Linked DNA regions of Sus scrofa: region 2 is linked to region 1. The links are chromatin contacts, called in public HiChIP or PLAC-seq maps. All regions are on one chromosome and are shown on one strand. The core of a region is the stretch at or near the end of the contact, and the rest is flanking DNA. Distances in the headings are between cores, read along the strand shown.

Region 1 (4,073 bases), core at 457-2,956:
CCATCCTCACTAGCCCCTCTCAACCACTGGTCTTTTTACTGTCACCATAGTTTTGCCTTTTCCAGAATGTCATATAGTTGAAATCATATGGTACACAGTCTTCGCAGGTTGGCTTCTTTCATTTAGTAATAATATGCATTTAAGGTCCCTCCTAATCTTTTCATAGCTTAATTTCTTTTGAACACTGAATGATATTCCATTGTCAGGGTGTACCACAGTTTATCCATTCACCAACTGAAAGATATTTTGTTTGCGTCCAAGTTTTTGGCGATGGACGGGAGGTCCTATTGCTCCACATCCTGGCCAGCATTCTTTGCTGTCAGTGTTTCAAATTTTGGCCATGGTAATAAGTGTGTAATGTTTTAACGTCACAGTTTTTATCAGCTAGACTCCAGTGTTTTTCTGAAGCTTATGCTTCATTTGATTTCTTTTCCCCTTCCCTTTCTTTCTTCTTATAAGGCCTCTGTATAATGCAAGATCTTTTCATGGTTCCTTTTTTATTACTTTTTAGAGAAGCAAGTGATCTTTTCCTGTATCAGCTTTTTGCTTTCTTACTCATGTTTCTTCCCTGCATTCCCATTCGTTGCTGATTGGAATGCAAAATGGTACAGCCACTTTGGAAGACACTTTGGCAGTTCCATATGATTCAGCAGTGGCACCCCTTGGCTTTTACCCAAATGAGCTGAAAATTTATGTCCACATAAAAACCTGCACACTGATGTTTAGAGAAGATTTTTTTCATAATTGCCAAAAACTTGGAAGCAACCAAAATATCTTTCAGTAGGTGAATGGATAAACTGTGGTACACCCTGACAATGGACTATTATTCAGTGTTCAAAAGAAATTAAGCTATGAAAAGATTTAGAGGAATCTTAAATGCATATTATTACATTCAGCTTCTAATAAGCCCACAAAGCCCAAAAAGTTTGGGAAATGAATTGTTCAAGGTGGGGTTGAGGCGGGAACAGTGTTCTGAATCTTCCTCCCTTGGACAAATTGCTTCTTTTCTATGAAGAAAAAACAGTAGGGAAAAGAAGAGTGTTAGAAGGACTGACTTGGGAAAGATGTGATGTCTTTTCCTGTTGTTCTGGTAAAATCCTTTCTATGAGGCTTGGAAATGTTGATTTTTGAAAGATTTAAGAATTTCTTTCCAAGGCAACTGATTGAAGAACACATACAACAAGTCTTTTATCAGATGTCTCGTCACCTGATATTCCAGCCAGCAACACACACACACACACACACACACACGCACACGCACACGCACACGCACACACACACACACACGCGCATGCGCACGCACACGCGCACACACACACATTTTGCTTTTACTTCTACAGGGAATAAGAAGGAAAAAAAAAAGAAGAAAAAAAGGCCACTTTTTCTCAAATTACAGTGAGATAATTTTACCCTCCCCTACAACCCTAGAGCCCAACATTCCCAAAGCACAGCGATGTTTGAAAGGACACCATGTACCATTTCATTCCTTTGGGTAGAAACATGATTTTGAACTCCACCCAGCCTTGCCTCCACCTTAATTAAAACCCTAGAAGGACATTTTCTTCAAATGATATGTTTTCTGGGATTTCTTGGTGTTGCCTGAAAAGTATTTCTTTTGAATCAAAAATGATTTGGCCAGGCCATCACTAGTGTGCGATGGCAAAGCGGACTGGGCCTGGGATTGCGGAGAAGGAACAAGGTTCTCCCACCCCAGGGAGCACCACACCCTGTCCCAGCTTTAAGGCTGCTCAGGCTGTCTTGGAGAAAGTCCTTTCCAGCCACAGAGTTTGGGGGAAAAAAAAAAAAAAAAAAAAAGCCCATAGCTTCTGGTTTCGGCCTCCACTCCCTGACCCTGGGGCCCTGCCTGGCTCCCACCCCTCCCACCGGCCTTTCTCTTTGGTTGGGCTCTTTCTGTCCACTGGCTCCTTGTGCTGGACTTTAGGGATCTCATTCGCTTCCTGAGTTTTTTGTTGGTTTTTTTTTTTTTGCTTTTTAGGGCTGCATCTGTGGCATATGGAGGTTCCCAGGCTAGCTACAGCTGCCAGCCTACACCACAGCCACAGCAGCGCCAGATCCAAGCCACGTCTGCAACCTACACCACAGTTTATGGCAACATCGGATCCTTAACCCAATGAGTGAGGCCAGGGATGGAACCCACAACCTCATGGTTCTCTAGTCAGATTCGTTTCTGCTGAGCCACGACGGGAACTCCCTTCCTGAGCTTTCTTGACAGGACTTCAAATTCAGTCCTCTTGCCCTGTTCTCCCCATGCTCTTGCAAGAACCAGTTTAAATGCAGCCAGCCCTCGAGAGCTTCCCGGTTGCTCTGAAGCCTCTCAGAGCATCTGAGCAAGGCCACTATTCTAGCACATCATCTTCCCCATGTCTTTGCCTCCCCCACTCAGGAACAATGACTCATTTTTCTATGCCTCTCCTTCCACTTCAATGCCTAGTGCAGGATGGGCCCATAGGCACATATTAGGTATTCAGTAAAGATTAGCTGTATAAACTAAAACCTTGCCACTACAAAAACCACCTTCTCTGTTGACATACCTGCACAAAAACTCAGTAAACAGACCTGGTGGGAACGTTGATAAATGTTCAATAACTGTCTTTCAGCTGTGTTCTCAGAACCCCTCCTCCATCACTGTAAAGGCCATCAGGGAGGTTGTCACACCCCGGGAGATGGGAAAAGTCAAGCAGGCTGACTCGTCCAGCTGTAGGGCACTCGGCACCATTGCTGAGCTTTGAACAAACCCTGGGATTATTTATCATTGAAAATCAGACTCCGAGAGCCTTCAGAACCATGAAGGAGTTTATTATTCTCCACCCCACCTGCTTCTTCCCTCCGTCCTCTCGCCTCCCTGTCCGGCCTGACATTCTGCCACGTTCTCAGCAGGCTCTCCAGCTTTCCGGTTCCTCGGAGCACCTGTGCCTGGCAAGCAGCCGCCTTCCCGCCAGGTCGGGGCGGGAGTCAGGAATAGCAGCCCACCCTGCGCGCCCTCACCACCCCCTCTGACCGGGAGGGAGCATCAAAGGATGAGAATGGCCAGCTGAGGCAGACACACCACAAGACTGACCGAATCCAGGCTTATCTCAATGGGGGACCTGCAGAGCTTGGGCAGAGAATGGGGGCCACTGCGCGGGGGTAGGGGCAGGGGGGCTCAGTCCCGTCTCCACCCATGTGACACCCGCCACCCCCACCACACACTGGGCCTGAGCTCACCCCTCCCGGAAGCACAGCAAGCTCTTAGGCCTCTAAGGCAAATCACGCCCTGGCCCGGTGACCAAGAAAGTGAAACCATAAAGAATATTAATTAGCCCTGGAGAGGCAGATAAAGATTTTCTAAGCTGGTGAAGGTCAAACTATTCTTGCTGCAGAGCCCTTCCTTAAAGACCTTCCCGGAAAACTCAATGAGCAAAACCGACAGAACCCCAGGAAGAACAACACATACTTCCCATCTCCTTTTTAGCATCTACCTAGGCCAAGATGTTTTCATTTTACCTCCCTTCCAGAGGCTTCTGACATTGGATCCCAGCTATGGTGTACGCTCAGGGACTCTAACGCCAGCAAAGCCTGACCAGCCGGCAGCCCTCTCTTGCCGCTCCAGGAATGGTGCTTATGGAAAGCCGTAGAAGATGGGCAGATGGATAAGAACATTAGTCAAAATATTCTTTCTTTAGCGCGGTAGAGCCCAATACCAAAAAAGCTTAATTAAGACTAGGCTTTGGAGTTCCCCTGTGGCTTAGAGGGTTAAGGACCCAGCTTCGTCACTGTAGCGGCTAGGGCCGCTGTGGCACAGGTTCAATCCCTGGGGGAATTTCTGTACGCCAGGGGCGCCGCCAAAAAAGAAACAGAAAAGGAAAGAAAAGAAAAAAGCTTCATTGTCAAGATCCTGGAGCATCCAAACGCGTCTGCACTCTCAATATCTAGTATTGGGCCTCTGTGCCATGAAGGCCCTTCCCCACCCCCCGCCTCTCCTCTCTCCTTACCGCTTCTTGGCTTTACTCTCTCCAGCGCAGATGGGTTTTCTCTCTGCGACTGATAACACAGCATCTGGAACCTAGATTCCC
Region 2 (4,073 bases), core at 430-2,929, 160 kb before region 1:
TGAATGTACCATCTAAGAAAGGAGGTGTGATATAAACACAATTATATCTACAGGAAGTATTTGAAAATGAGTGTAGGTGTCTCCTTTTTTTCCTTTCTTTTTAAAAAAGCTACTTAATGCAAAAAACCCTTCCTAAAGGGTATGTATTTCATTTAAAAATAATGATGAGGTCATGCCATATGTTGGTGGGGATGCAGGTATAAGGCAACCCTCTTGCACAGCTGATGAGAGTGTGGGCTGGTTTCACATTCTGCAGAACATGCATGCAGCACTTAAATTATGCAGCCATAGATTTGCTTTCTTGGCAATTCTAATCACGGGTATGGTGTGTATTACAAATTGTGTATAGGTCAGCACGGGAACACATACAAGGATGTTCCTTGAAGCATTAGTTGGGGATAAATGGAGTTGGAAGCCATCTAGAGTAACTGTGGTGGATGAACATCGTGGAACTCTAGGCAGTAGTTAAACCATGGAATTAGACAGGCATGGGATGTTAAAAAAATGTGCTGAAGTTAATGATGTGTCGCAGTGAGTTAAGGATCCACTGCAACAGCTTGGGTTACTGTGGAAAGCACGGTTTTAGTCCCTGGCCCAGCACAGTGGGTTAAGGATCTGGAATTACCACAGCTGTGACCTAGGTAGGCATAGGTGACCTGTGACCTAGGTAGCTGTGACCTGTGGCGTAGGTCACAGCTGTGGCTGGGATTTGATCTCTGACCCAGGAACTTCCATATGCCAAGGGTTCAGCCAAAAAAATTTACAAAAATAAATTAAAATAAGGTGTTAAGAGATTAAGCAACAGGATGAGATAAACCAGCATTTACACAAATTAAAAACACATGTGTACAAACCAATAACACTTTGTTGAAACACACACAAACAAAAAGTACACACTAGGCGATATTGAGAGAGAAAGAAACAAAAGGAGGCAAATAAGAATTGAAGCAGAATTAAAAACGGTTCAAAGACGCTGGAAGCTTGTGCAGGCTAGTGGAGTGACTCTGAGCCCTGACGCACACAGATCTCAGGGGCTGCTAGATGTGTGCTGGACTGTTGCGCAATTTGTGTAACACTGTGTTGTTTATTTGTATAACATATTTAGTTAGTAAGTTTATGTAGCCTTTTTACCACCTAAAGGGATCTCAAGGGGGCTGAACCAGTTCCAGTGGCTCCAGTGACACTGATTTCAAAGGAAGCCTTCCCTTCCCTGTCATGTTCAGCCAGGGTTTTGCATGTTCCCTCTGGTTGGAGGAGAGCCGAGCTCTTTAATCCTATTCAGTCAAGGTCTCTGAAAGCAGGAACGGTTCTGATTGGTCACGTGTCCCAATATACAGGGTAGTCACTCCTTCACTCCTATCACAGAGAGTTCTCGAATCAGGCCACCTCACAGGCTACTAGTCCAACCTATGGATGGCCTTTGGCTCAAGCAAAAAATCCCTGGCCCACAGGTTAGAGGAGAGAGGTTTTAGGATTATAAAACAAAGCCTGACCTTTCCTACCCCTTTTTTCCCCTTGCTTGAGTATGCTTCTCTCAGAAGATAGGAGTGCTCTGAGTCTCCCTGGCGCTTCACACAGTCAGTGTGGCACGTGCCCAAGACGAAGGAGGGGCAGTGCTTGTGAAACGCCAAGGATCACAGGGACTGGAAAATGGACGGACTGTTTGTCCAAATGCAGGCAGGCTGGGAAGTGACGAGCTCTCTGGTCCCGAGACAGCAGACTTTGGAGCCAATTCATCTCCAGGGAATGTCCAGCCAAGGCCACTTTTCAGTGTAGAATTTTGGCAGGTGACATCACTGCCTCCCTCACAGGATCGTTTTGTGCATTCATGCATTTAGCTGGCAATTCAACATAGTGAGTACTCAGCATATTTCAGTTTCATTTCTTCCCCTCATACTTGACTCACGTTTAAAAGTCTTACTGAAGACCAGCCTGTGTGCGAGTGAATAAAGATGCTCAAGCAGAAGCTGCTGTTTACCCTGCCCATACCTATTTAAGCTGGATTCTTTCCCTCCAGTCTTTCTCATTCGAAATAATTGTTTCTGAATGCATTTGAATATATTTCTTTTCTTTCTCTTCCATTCTCTGAGAATTATAACTGTGCATCCAAACTTGAAAGCAGAGAGTATGTGAGTCATTGAACCAAAAGAAGGGCAAAACAAAACTTCTGTTGCACGTGTGTAGGAAAACGGACTGGCTTTGAGGTTAGAGAAACAACCTCTATGAGTTTGCAACAACCACACTTGTTTTATGTCCAAAGCTGCATTCATTTCTCACCCTGTGTTCTGGTCTTAGATTCTACCAGATTGACTGGGTGGCATCCAGCTCTGCTTGCATTTTTGCAAACACCTGACCCCAATTACAATTTTGTTAAAGAAATTTTTTCCTAAGAAAATATTTAACTGGATCCTTTGTGACCATTTCCAAGACCCTAGGTTAGTACGTCTGGAAAGCAAGTGAGTATTCTCTTAAACCAATTCCTAGCCATAACTTTTGGCTGCTAAAGTGATGTTCTCAAGCCAAAGTATCAATGACATTGTATGCAATTATACTTCACAATTACTTTTCCTGATTTCACAGTAATGGGAGCTAAAGTCTGGAAGAAATAAGGAGCCTTGGCACTGGATGGCCCTGCCATCTGTGAGGGTGTGGCTGTGAAAGCCTGGAGAGTCCCATTAGGAGTCTGAGAAGTCAAGCCTTTCACTAGATAAAAAGGTCAGCAGAAAAAGATTTCCACGTAATAGATTATTCTCATCCATTCTATTTTATTGAATATTAACTGCCCTTATTAATTAAGGCAAGTATCCTGGACAAAATGAAGGAATGAATGTTTATCAACCACATTAAAAACAAAAGCTGTCATGTCAAAAGAAAAAAAAATGAATGAATGAAATACTCAAGGAAAAGGACTAGTGTGCAGCTGGGGGTGGAGTAGGCGTGGAATATGTCCTGCATTTTTTAGATGAAGCAAAAATCTAAGGTCAGAGTCTTAAAACCTCAATCTATTCAATCTCTCAAAATTAAAAGTTCATTCCCACTTTGCTGTTTGCCGCTGAAATTTAACTTCTTTTTTTTTTTCTCTCTCTTTTTTTTTTATTTATTTTCCCACTGTACAGCAAGGGGGTCAGGTTATCCTTACATGTATACATTACAATTACAGTTTTTTCCCCACTCTTTCTTCTGTTGCAACATGAGTATCTAGACATAGTTCTCAATGCTATTCAGCAGGATCTCCTTGTAAATCTATTCTAAGTTGTGTCTGATAAGCCCAAGAAATTTAACTTCTTTGTCTGTTCTTATTAATTCAAAAATATTATCACTTACATGTGGTATCTAAAAAATAAAACAAATGAATATATATAACAAAATAGAAACAGACTCACAGATATAGAAAACAAACTAGTGGTTACCAATGAGGAGAGCAAAGAGGAGATGGACAAGATAGGGCATCAAGAGGTACAAACTACTATCTATAAAATATATAAGATACAAGGCTATATTGTGCAACACAGAGAATATAGCCATTATTTTGTAATAACTTTAAATGGTGCATAATCTATAAAAACATCAAATCTATGTACTGTGCTGTACACTTACAAGGAGTAAAATATTGTGAATCAATTGTACTTCAATTTTAAAAATTAGAGAGAGATCAAGAATTTGGTAGAAAGCTGGATACTGAAAGCCTGTTGAAAAGAAAAGGGCAAGCAGCCTAAAATAGACTGGTCAAAGAAAATATTTACCATGCAGCATTTTACGTCAAGCATTTATAACAGCAGTTGAAATGCATAGATGCATTAGACTGTATTTGCTACAACATAAAGTAAAACTTCCTGATAAGATTATAAAAGTGACTTTTATTATTTTGGAAACGGTGTCCTATTATAGGTAATTAAGGATACAGAATTTTTAAAATTTGATATATCAAACAGTAAAAGCTGTGTATTAACACTGTGTCCCCCAAATCTATTTCGGTTACAATCATGTACCCTAATTGCGATGTAGGGTACAAACAAATGAAGAGCACACAGGATCAAATACAAAAATAAGAAAAGGTTAAATAAGAAGCTATC

The links. HiChIP or PLAC-seq counts read pairs in DNA pulled down with a chosen protein or histone mark.
Region 2: an H3K27ac HiChIP or PLAC-seq map of skeletal muscle shows a contact between it and region 1. The contact joins two enhancer-like sites. A contact is called at or near these places in 1 of 5 promoter capture datasets (liver), 19 of 47 Hi-C or Micro-C datasets (alveolar macrophages, embryonic fibroblasts, epiblast stem cells and 10 more) and 2 of 2 datasets of contacts at active chromatin or transcription factors (alveolar macrophages and skeletal muscle).

Annotation. Positions count from the first base shown.
Region 1 is chr3:102,047,049-102,051,121 of Sscrofa11.1, reverse strand. No RefSeq gene overlaps it. Among named protein-coding and RNA genes, the nearest start is that of ATL2, 92 kb to the right of the region's middle. Within about 2 kb of position 1,706, at least 8 of the 83 cell types and tissues checked have an H3K27ac peak or open chromatin away from gene starts, as enhancers often do. A contact at or near this core is called in omental adipose tissue, retroperitoneal adipose tissue and skeletal muscle, where this site is marked.
Region 2 is chr3:102,205,452-102,209,524 of Sscrofa11.1, reverse strand. LOC100625479 (cytochrome P450 1B1) reads right to left here. Exons shown (of 3, transcript XM_021087620.1): 3 at 3,838-4,073. Among named protein-coding and RNA genes, the nearest start is that of RMDN2, 100 kb to the left of the region's middle. Within about 2 kb of position 1,679, at least 29 of the 83 cell types and tissues checked have an H3K27ac peak or open chromatin away from gene starts, as enhancers often do. A contact at or near this core is called in omental adipose tissue, retroperitoneal adipose tissue and skeletal muscle, where this site is marked.